Regions from separate parts of the Ovis aries genome. Here region 2 is linked to region 1. Evidence: chromatin contacts called from public Hi-C data. All regions are on one chromosome and are shown on one strand. The core of a region is the stretch at or near the end of the contact, and the rest is flanking DNA. Distances in the headings are between cores, read along the strand shown. Region 1 holds the start of CYP3A24 (cytochrome P450 CYP3A24). Region 2 overlaps ZSCAN25 (zinc finger and SCAN domain containing 25).

Evidence for each region. Hi-C and Micro-C count contacts between places; a contact is called where the count stands out from the background.
Region 2: a contact with region 1 is called in a Hi-C map of liver, with 12 times the contacts expected there. The contact joins the enhancer-like site here to the promoter of CYP3A24 in region 1. A contact is called at or near these places in 3 of 16 Hi-C or Micro-C datasets (liver and mixed tissues).

The regions. Positions count from the first base shown.
Region 1 is chr24:37,191,749-37,196,015 of ARS-UI_Ramb_v3.0, reverse strand. It overlaps CYP3A24 (cytochrome P450 CYP3A24), which reads left to right and starts at 2,077. Exons shown (of 13, transcript NM_001129904.1): 1 at 2,077-2,233. The coding sequence starts at 2,163.
Region 2 is chr24:37,241,978-37,246,244 of ARS-UI_Ramb_v3.0, reverse strand. The region is part of intron 8 of ZSCAN25 (zinc finger and SCAN domain containing 25); the gene reads left to right. Among named protein-coding and RNA genes, the nearest start is that of ZSCAN25, 14 kb to the left of the region's middle. Within about 2 kb of position 1,979, at least 8 of the 54 cell types and tissues checked have an H3K27ac peak or open chromatin away from gene starts, as enhancers often do.

The sequences.
Region 1 (4,267 bases), core at 828-3,327:
ATGGAACAGCCCTGGGAACTCTCAGGCCAGAGTGAGGGAAAGAGTTACCAAGAGATGAGTATCACTTTCTGCAGAAGGAGTGAAAGTGAGAAAGGATAAAGGGAGAAGGAAGTGCACAAACACAGCTTACATGTCTTGTGTTTCTATTAAGTTTTAAGAACATTTGAGGTTTTGTTTTTCATGTAATCCATGGTCATTCAGGCCTGGCAGATGCAGGACATGGTTCAAAGTACTGATAATGAGCCAGTGTAAATTCTCAATGCTCAGCCTTCATACTGCTCTCATCAGGAATTCAGCATGGGTAGAAGGTGGCTCTAGTGGTAAAGAACTCATCTGCCATTGCAGGAGACATAAGAGATGCTGATTCAATCCCTGGGTTGGGAAGATCCCCTGGAGGAGGGCGTGTCAACCCATTCCAGTATTCTTGCCTGGAGAATCCCATGGACAGAGGAGCCTGGCAGGCTACAGCCCATGGGTCACAGAGTCAGATATGACTGAAGTGAATTAAGTGGACAGGGGGAGGCCTACCAGCAGCTGATACCAACTGCTACTCTAGGCCTCCTCAGTATCAGCTCCTTGTTACCCAATAAAAATTCCCTGTGCTGTGTGTGCCAAGTCCCTACAGTAGTATCCAACTCTTTGTGACCCTGTAGACTGTAGCCCTCCAGGATCCTCTGCCATGGGATTCTCCAGGCAAGAACACTGAAGTTGGTTGCCATTTCTTCCTCCAGGGAATCTTCCCATCCCAGGGATCTAACCTGTGTATCTTAGGTCTCCTGCATTAGCAAGTGGGTTTTTTCCTTTTACAACCGGTGACACCTGGGAAGCCCCCAAATGCCCTACGTGTCCACAAGTGGGAACCTATCTGCTCTGATCCACCCACATCTCACATTCCCCACAGATAACATGCCCTCATATGATCTTTTTGGAGTCCTGTTGCTGTACATGCCACGTCACTGGTGGCTAAGGATGTTAGGGTCCTCTTGGCCATTGGGCTGCTTTTCTCTCTCTCTTTACACCCTTTGATCTTGGATTGCAGCCTTTCCAGAGAGAGGAGACCATTCTTTGATCTAGAATCTGACTTGCAGGATACTCTGAGGGTGGGACAGGAATGAGCCTGAATTGATACCATTGGTACAGCCATCACCCTGTCCTCCCTGTCCTGCCTCTCCTTCTGGGGCCCTCTTGTCAACAGGATCCTGATGGATCCTCCTGAAAGTACAGAGACAGTGACCAAGGCCCAGCCAGGCCTTCTCGGTGTGTCAACAATTTGGGAAAGCACTTCCGAAAGCACTGTGCTAGGTACCTGGGACATGACTATGGCTAGTATCCAGCATGTGCCCAAGCTCTTGATCCACTGAGGGGACTAGATGTGGAAACTGACTGTGGTGTAGGAAATAGGAAGATTGTGTGCGGGGGACAGAAGTCCCCAGAGGATGAAATTGTTATATCTGCTCAAGGAGGTTTGTTTGGGAAATCTCTAACAGATGTTCTGTCTGAGCTTCATTTTGAAGCATAATTAAGAGCCTACAAGGGACTCAGGGGCATTCCTGGGCAGGAAAGAAAAGTTGTATGAGTAACAGTAACAGTCAGTACAGCCATCTTGTTTGACCCCCTAGGGAAGGAGATAACACCTGACTACAGTATTCTTGCCTGGGAAATCCCATGGACAGAGGAGCCTGTTGGGCTGCTGTGCATGGGGTCACAAAGAGTGGGACACGACTTGGCAACTACACCGTCACCATCACCTTGTTTGAAGAATTTCAAACGTTTTGGATTGCAGGCAACCCTAGAGACAGGGAAGTCTAGAGGAGAATTAAAGCCAGTGGCTTATTTGAGTTTCTGTAACCTTTGGGCTTATTGCTAATATTGACTGAGTTGTTTATTGATTTCCTACAGAATATGAACTCAAGGGAGGTCAAACTGAAGTGCCTATGATGCTCTGCCAACTACCAAGGCAGAGAGGGCTCCTGCAGGTGGAGCCCAGGTGGCCTTTCTGTTGGTTGCAGCGCCAGCCCCACCTCCTTTCTCAACGCATAAATCTCCGAACTGCACTGAATCTCTGCCTGATGTGAACAGAAGCTTCACACTGAGAGGCAGGCAGAGAGCAGCACACGCAGCTGAAAGGAAACTCAGAGGAGGGAATCGCCAAGAAAGTGGCCATGGAGCTGATCCCAAGTTTTTCCCTGGAAACCTGGGTTCTCCTGGCTATCAGCCTGGTGCTCCTCTATCTGTGAGTAACTGTTAGGCTCATCTCTTCTATAACCTAGGTCTTGGGGTGCTAATCAGGAAAGGGGGTTCCCTTAGTTTTTTAAAGTTCAAAGTAAATGGAGAAGTTGCTCAAGCATCAGGTGCTATGGGCACCAAATGGGTTATTATCGATCTTACCCACATCTGGGTAAGAGTCCATCAAGGGCAAATTAAAAACAACTGGCCCACATGCAGCATAGTCCTCACTGATTCCCATGGCTGGGAATCCTGGAGGCAAGAAGCAACGTGGGTTTTTGTTTCAGTCTCTCCGACTGTACCTACTGCAAGAGACATGCGGAAGTATCGGCCCCTTTGTCACTCAGGAGTTCCTGCTCCGGACCCTTCTTCCAGGAGTCATTTACACAAGGCATGGGGTGCACCCCGACTTTGTTGGGATGCCTGAGACTGAGCAACACTTTTTTCATACTCAGCCCTTCCCCTTTTCTGTACCCCTCCTCAGGGCATCCCTTCCTAAGGCTCAATTCCCACACCCTGTGCTCTGCAGAAATTATCTTGTTTCCAAATGAGAAATCTTAAGATCTGAGGAGACTTGGTAAAAATCTTGAAATTATATTCATTTCTTTCACCTTTTCTTTCAATCTCTGGAAGGGTTAGAATCAATGTACATATTTATTTTCCCCGTGATACGAAATCTGCTAAGCCTACAAGAGGCACAAGCCCCAGAGTCCAATTTGGATTTTATTTTCCCTGTATAAGTGTGGCACAGGAGGTTGAATCAAAACCATCTAGCAGAAAAATTCCTTTCAATGTTGAGATTCTGTTATCATGGAAGGGAGGGAGAGGTTGGGAGAGGAATTATTTCCAGTGAGTGATTAGAGAGATACCCCTACAAATCACATTTAGGTTCTGTGTCCATTTCATTTTCACTAAGTGTAGGAAATCATGATGACATGTACGTGGGTAACATTAACCTCATTTTAATTACTTGAAAGAAGTATTAGGCATTTAAGGTATTTCAGCAACATATTTTCTGTCTGCTATTATAAAATTAATCGGTACAGTTTAATTTCATTCTATTTAGTACTAGATTTAAAAAATCGATATGAGTATTTCCAGCATGTGGTTTTTTCCCTGAAGGATAAAAGAGGACTGTTGTCCAGCACGTAGAAAGGTATGTAAATAAATTCACCCTCTAGAATAATGCCTGGAATATGAATCTAGTATACTAATATATTCCTGTGATATATCTTTTTAAATATGCATGTCCAGCAAGCTATTTTAATCTTCAGGGCAGATGAGTATACATGTCTGGGAGCCGGTGATGATATGAGAGGCATCTAGAAAGAGATTGGGATGGAAGGGAGAATATTCCTCTTTCTTCTGAGCAGACCCCCCAGAGTTACTCCTCAGACCTGGTCCCACAGGTCAACAGGGTTGGCATCTCATTTGCTGGAAGCCTGGGAACAAGACACAATCTCAGTCACACTGTGTGTGGTCCGTCTGACAGTGTGGCTGGTACTAGCTAGTGTCCCCAGTAGGCAAACATCCCTGTAGCCTGAGAGGGTACTGGTGCAGCCAGGAATCAGCCACTGCAGGCAATGTTATCGTTATGCTGGCACAGTGTAAAGACTATAAAAATGTTGGCTTTATCTTTAGCCCCTTCCTTTTTACCCAAAATAGCATTACTGTACCAACCAAAAAGTGAAGAGCTAGAAAGAAGCCAAATAATTCACTCAGTCCATCTGCTGCCTTGGTGGAACCACGTGAATTTAGACACTAGACCAGAGCTTTCTGTGGGACCAGTGTTGCCAACATGTTCACTCAATTGCTTGGCATCACTTTTGAGTTTATGTAGCACACTGAAGGTTCAGAAGCAGACATTGACTTGCCCTGTTTGTGAAGACAGAGGAAGCAACTGGGGTTTGAATAGCCCAGGCCATCCCTTTTGTGGTGATTGGTGCCCACACTTCCACCAGTTGATTTGGAGGAAAGAGAGGTATAGCCAACTGTGCTTGGCCAAGGTACCTCTGTGTGCACTTCCAATATAGGTACTTTC
Region 2 (4,267 bases), core at 730-3,229, 50 kb before region 1:
ACAATAAACTGTGGAAAATTCTGAAAGAGATGGGAATACCAGACCACCTGACCTGCCTCTTGAGAAACCTATATGCAGGCCAGGAAACAACAGTTCGAACTGGACATGGAACAACAGACTGGTTCCAAATAGGAAAAGGAGTACATCAAGGCTGTATATTGTCACCCTGCTTATTTAACTTATATGGAGAGTACATCGTGAGAAATGCTGGGCTGGAGGAAGCACAAGCTGGAATCAAGATTGCCGGGAGAAATATCAATAACCTCAAATATGCAGATGATACCACCCTTATGGCAGAAAGTGAAGAAGAACTAAAAAGCCTCTTGATGAAAGTGAAAGAGGAGAGTAAAAAAGTTGGCTTAAAGCTCAACATTCAGAAAACTAAAAGCATCCGGTTCCATCACTTCATGGCAAATAGATGGAGAAACAGTGGCTGACTTTATTTTTCTGGGCTCCAAAATCACTGCAGATTAAATTGCCAACCTCCGCTGGATCATGGAAAAAGCAAGCATGGACTGCAACCATGAAATTAAAAGATGCTTACTCCTTGGAAGGAAGGTTATGACCAACCTAGACAGCCTATTGAAAAGCAGAGACATTACCAACAAAGGTCCGTCTAGTCAAGGCTCTGGTTTTTCCAGTAGTCCTGTATGGATGTGAGAGTTGGACCATAAAGAAAGCTGATTGCTGAAGAGTTGATGCTTTTGAACTGTGGTGTTGGAGAAGATTCTTAACAGTCCCTTGGAGAGCAAAGAGATCAACCAGTCAGTCCTAAAGGAGATCAGTCCTGAATATTCATTGGAAGGACTGATGTTGAAGTTGAAACTCCAATACTTTGGCCACCTGATTCGAAGAGATGACTCATTTGCAAAGATCCTGATGCTGGGAAATACTGAAGGCAGGAGGAGAAGGGGACAAAAGAGGGTGAGGTGGTTGGATGGCATCACCAACTCAATGGGCATGAGTTTGGGTAAACTCCAGGAGTTGGTGATGGATAGGGAGGCGTGGCATGCTGCAGTCCATGGAGTCACAAAGAGTTGGACATGACTGAGTGACTGAACTGAACTGAAGAGTCTAAATGCATTTATTTCACTAATTCTATAAAAGAATCTTCATTTATTAGCTGGGATGCCTCACAGCTGTATCTGTGCACTCATAACAGTTCACAGAGGAAAGGAAATACTGGATTCTTCCTTCCCTTATTTACCCGTCTTTACAATAATGATCTAGTGGCTTTTCTTCTAAACTGATCACCATGAAAGTGGTCAGTTATTATTTTTTAATAAAAAATGCATTCTTGAATTTAAACCAATCCATCACAGTTGTTGATGCTCAAATAATTTCAGTTCTGACCAGTGGGAGCCTCTTCACATTGGCTTCTGATTCTATATAACCCTAATCACCTTTGATGGCTTCTTTGCTCTCATGTGACAGGGTATTACAAGTTCATCTTGTTTGTTTCAAGCCCCCCTTGAGAGTAAAGGGAAGTGCTGTTAATTTCAGGACAGTGGTGTAAACTGGGACTCCCAGGGCAAACAGGGACACTTGGTCACTTTATATTTAGCCCTCACTGTGTGTGACAGGGTGTCTGCAGTTCCCTCACGCTGGGCTAAGGCTGTGTGCTTTCAGGGCCTAGCTGTGTGTGCCATGCCGGCTGTGGTGGTGAGAAAGGCTGCTGCTCCCAAGGGGCATGACCTTTGTAAGAGAAACCCCTTTTTATTCCCTGGGCGTTAACAGACCGGATAACTTTCTGCCTAAGGTCTGTCCTGGGGAGCTAATGCATTTACAAAAAATGTTTCTCAAAATATATGCCAGGGTAAATGTTGTCTGCAGGCTGATTAAGTGTGCTAGGGAGAAGTAGGAATTTTTGTTTCTTAAAAAATAAGCTTGTTTCTCATCCCATCACCTTCACCCTGCAACACAAGTTGTCTGGATCCACTTCTGAGACGGGGAAAGGAGCTGTCAAAACATGTCTCCTTGCTCTTGTAAACTTTGCCTGAGTTTCTCAACCTTGGCACTGTTCTCACAGTGTGCCAGGCACTTTGTCTTGGAGGCTGCCCTGGGTTTTTTGTGGGTCATAGGCGATTTAGCAAGATCATTGTTCTCAGTCTATTTGATGACAGTTGTGCCAACTAAAGATGTTTCCAGGCCTTCCCAAATGTCCCCTGGAGGCAAAATTGATCTTGGCTGAGAACCTCTGCCCTTAGGGTTCAGGGTAAGCACTGGAGCAAATTAGTTGGCTTAGCTGTTGGAAGAAAAGACTGGGCTTCTAAGGCCTGGACCTTAAAGACCCCTGGCCTAATAGCTTGAAAACAAAGGAGCTACTAGAGGTCATGTGTGTTAAGTGCAGTGTTGCCAGGCAGAGCCAAGAGCCACTGAAGCTGAGTCTCAGGGTGGCTGCTAGGATCTGTTACAGGCCGCCTGGCAGGTGGCTTTGGGTTCCTTTTGGGCAGGCACCTGCTGTGAAGCCTCCGCACAGCAGTGAGGTGGGCCTGGACTCACTGTCCCCAGTGGATACAGGTGCATGTTGGGGGCCATGCCAGCATGATGCAGCCAGTGCCAACATTTTTGCCTCCATAATAAAGTCTTCAGGGCCTACAGTAGACATAAATATTTGAATGGATGAAAGCCCTGGATTTCTACCTTTTTCATGGCTGGAAGTTTCTCAAGTGTGCCTTAGGAAGGAAGAGCACAGAAGCACGGTGCCCCTTGGTGGCCCCCCAACCTGGCAGTCATCTGTAACTGCTGCACGCCATCTGCAGGGATATCCAGTTCACTTAGTTCTACAAGACAGAGCAGCTCACTTGGGCTTCTTAAAATTTCATATCCCTTTCTTGCCTTTTTTTTTTCTTTATTGTCTCAGTGAAGGGCATATTTTTAGAGACTGGTCTTGTGCAACCCATTCCCAGGGTTGATACCTTTCAGTAAAAAACTATAGTAAACATTTGTTATGAAGTGGGGAGGGTAGGCTGTCATCTTCCTTGTGTTTGTCTCCAGGAACTTAAATTGCTAGGAGAGTGAGGGTGGAAGGGGTGGGTGATGCTGGTGTTGCACCCTGAAAAGCAGAGGGACTGAGAAGATGGAAGAGCACAGAGGGGCCAGTAAAAGGGCTGCCTTCACTGCCATGTGCGCTAGTCACAGCTCGTGGTTTCTGTGGCCGGAGACCAGGAAACATGGCAGATTCAAGAGCTGGCTTCATATTTCCCCCTCCTACTTAAAAAATGTGTTTATTGAGAAGGTGGTGTATGAGCTTTTAGACAAAGACTGGGAAAAAGGGATGGTAGAAGTCTGTATTTGCCTTCTCGAGTCCCACTCCTGTGAGCTTTTTGAGTCTTATACCATCTCCATGTCTGTGAAAAATTTGAGAAAACCCGATCTCAATCATCTGTATGTATCATGGACTTCCATGGAAGGCATCAGCAGATTCTCTGAACAGGAAGAAGTAGAATGGACGATGAACAGTTAATTGTTGAGAACCAGTCTTCCCTGTAGGTTTTCCCAGCTTTCAGTTTTAGGAATTCCAGCCACCTGGACTAAGGTGCTGATGAAAAGAATGGAAAATAAGAGATGGAAAAACCAAGAGTTAAAACAGTGTGGTGGTAGCACAGATACACCAGTGGAGTGGAATACAGGTTCAGAAACAGACCCAGCTCTGTATGGAAATCTAGCACATAAAGATGGTATTGCATGGAAAAATTAATAAATTTGAATCCACAAAAAAGATAAAAGTGACTCTTGAACATATGAAAAGATGTTCACCTTCACTCATGAAATAAATGCCAAGTAAAGCTACACTGAGATATTATTTCTTATCCTATAGATCATACTTCAAAAGCCTGACTACATGTGTTTGATGAGTTTGTGGGAAAAAAGGAATTCTTAGGCACCTCTGACAGAACGCAAAATGGTACAACTTTATGTGAGGGGAATTTAGCAGTGCTATATCTAACAAAATTGCATGTGAATTTACTCTAAAGACACATCTCTAACAATAAGAAGATACATATGCACAAGACGATTCATGGCCGCGTTCTTTGTAGATCCCTGGTAAATCCCACCTGGTGCTGGTCACAGCTCTATGTTGAAGCGCTCTATATTTCAGGAAATTCCCGGAGCAGTGGGGCAGGTAACTTGATCATGTGGTATTTGACTCTAGATCACTTTCTCATGGAATAATGGCATCTGATTAAAAAAATTCAATGTAGGGGATCTAGAGGTGACCAGGTCCACTGTCTTAGAACATCCCTTGCCTTCCATGGTACCACAG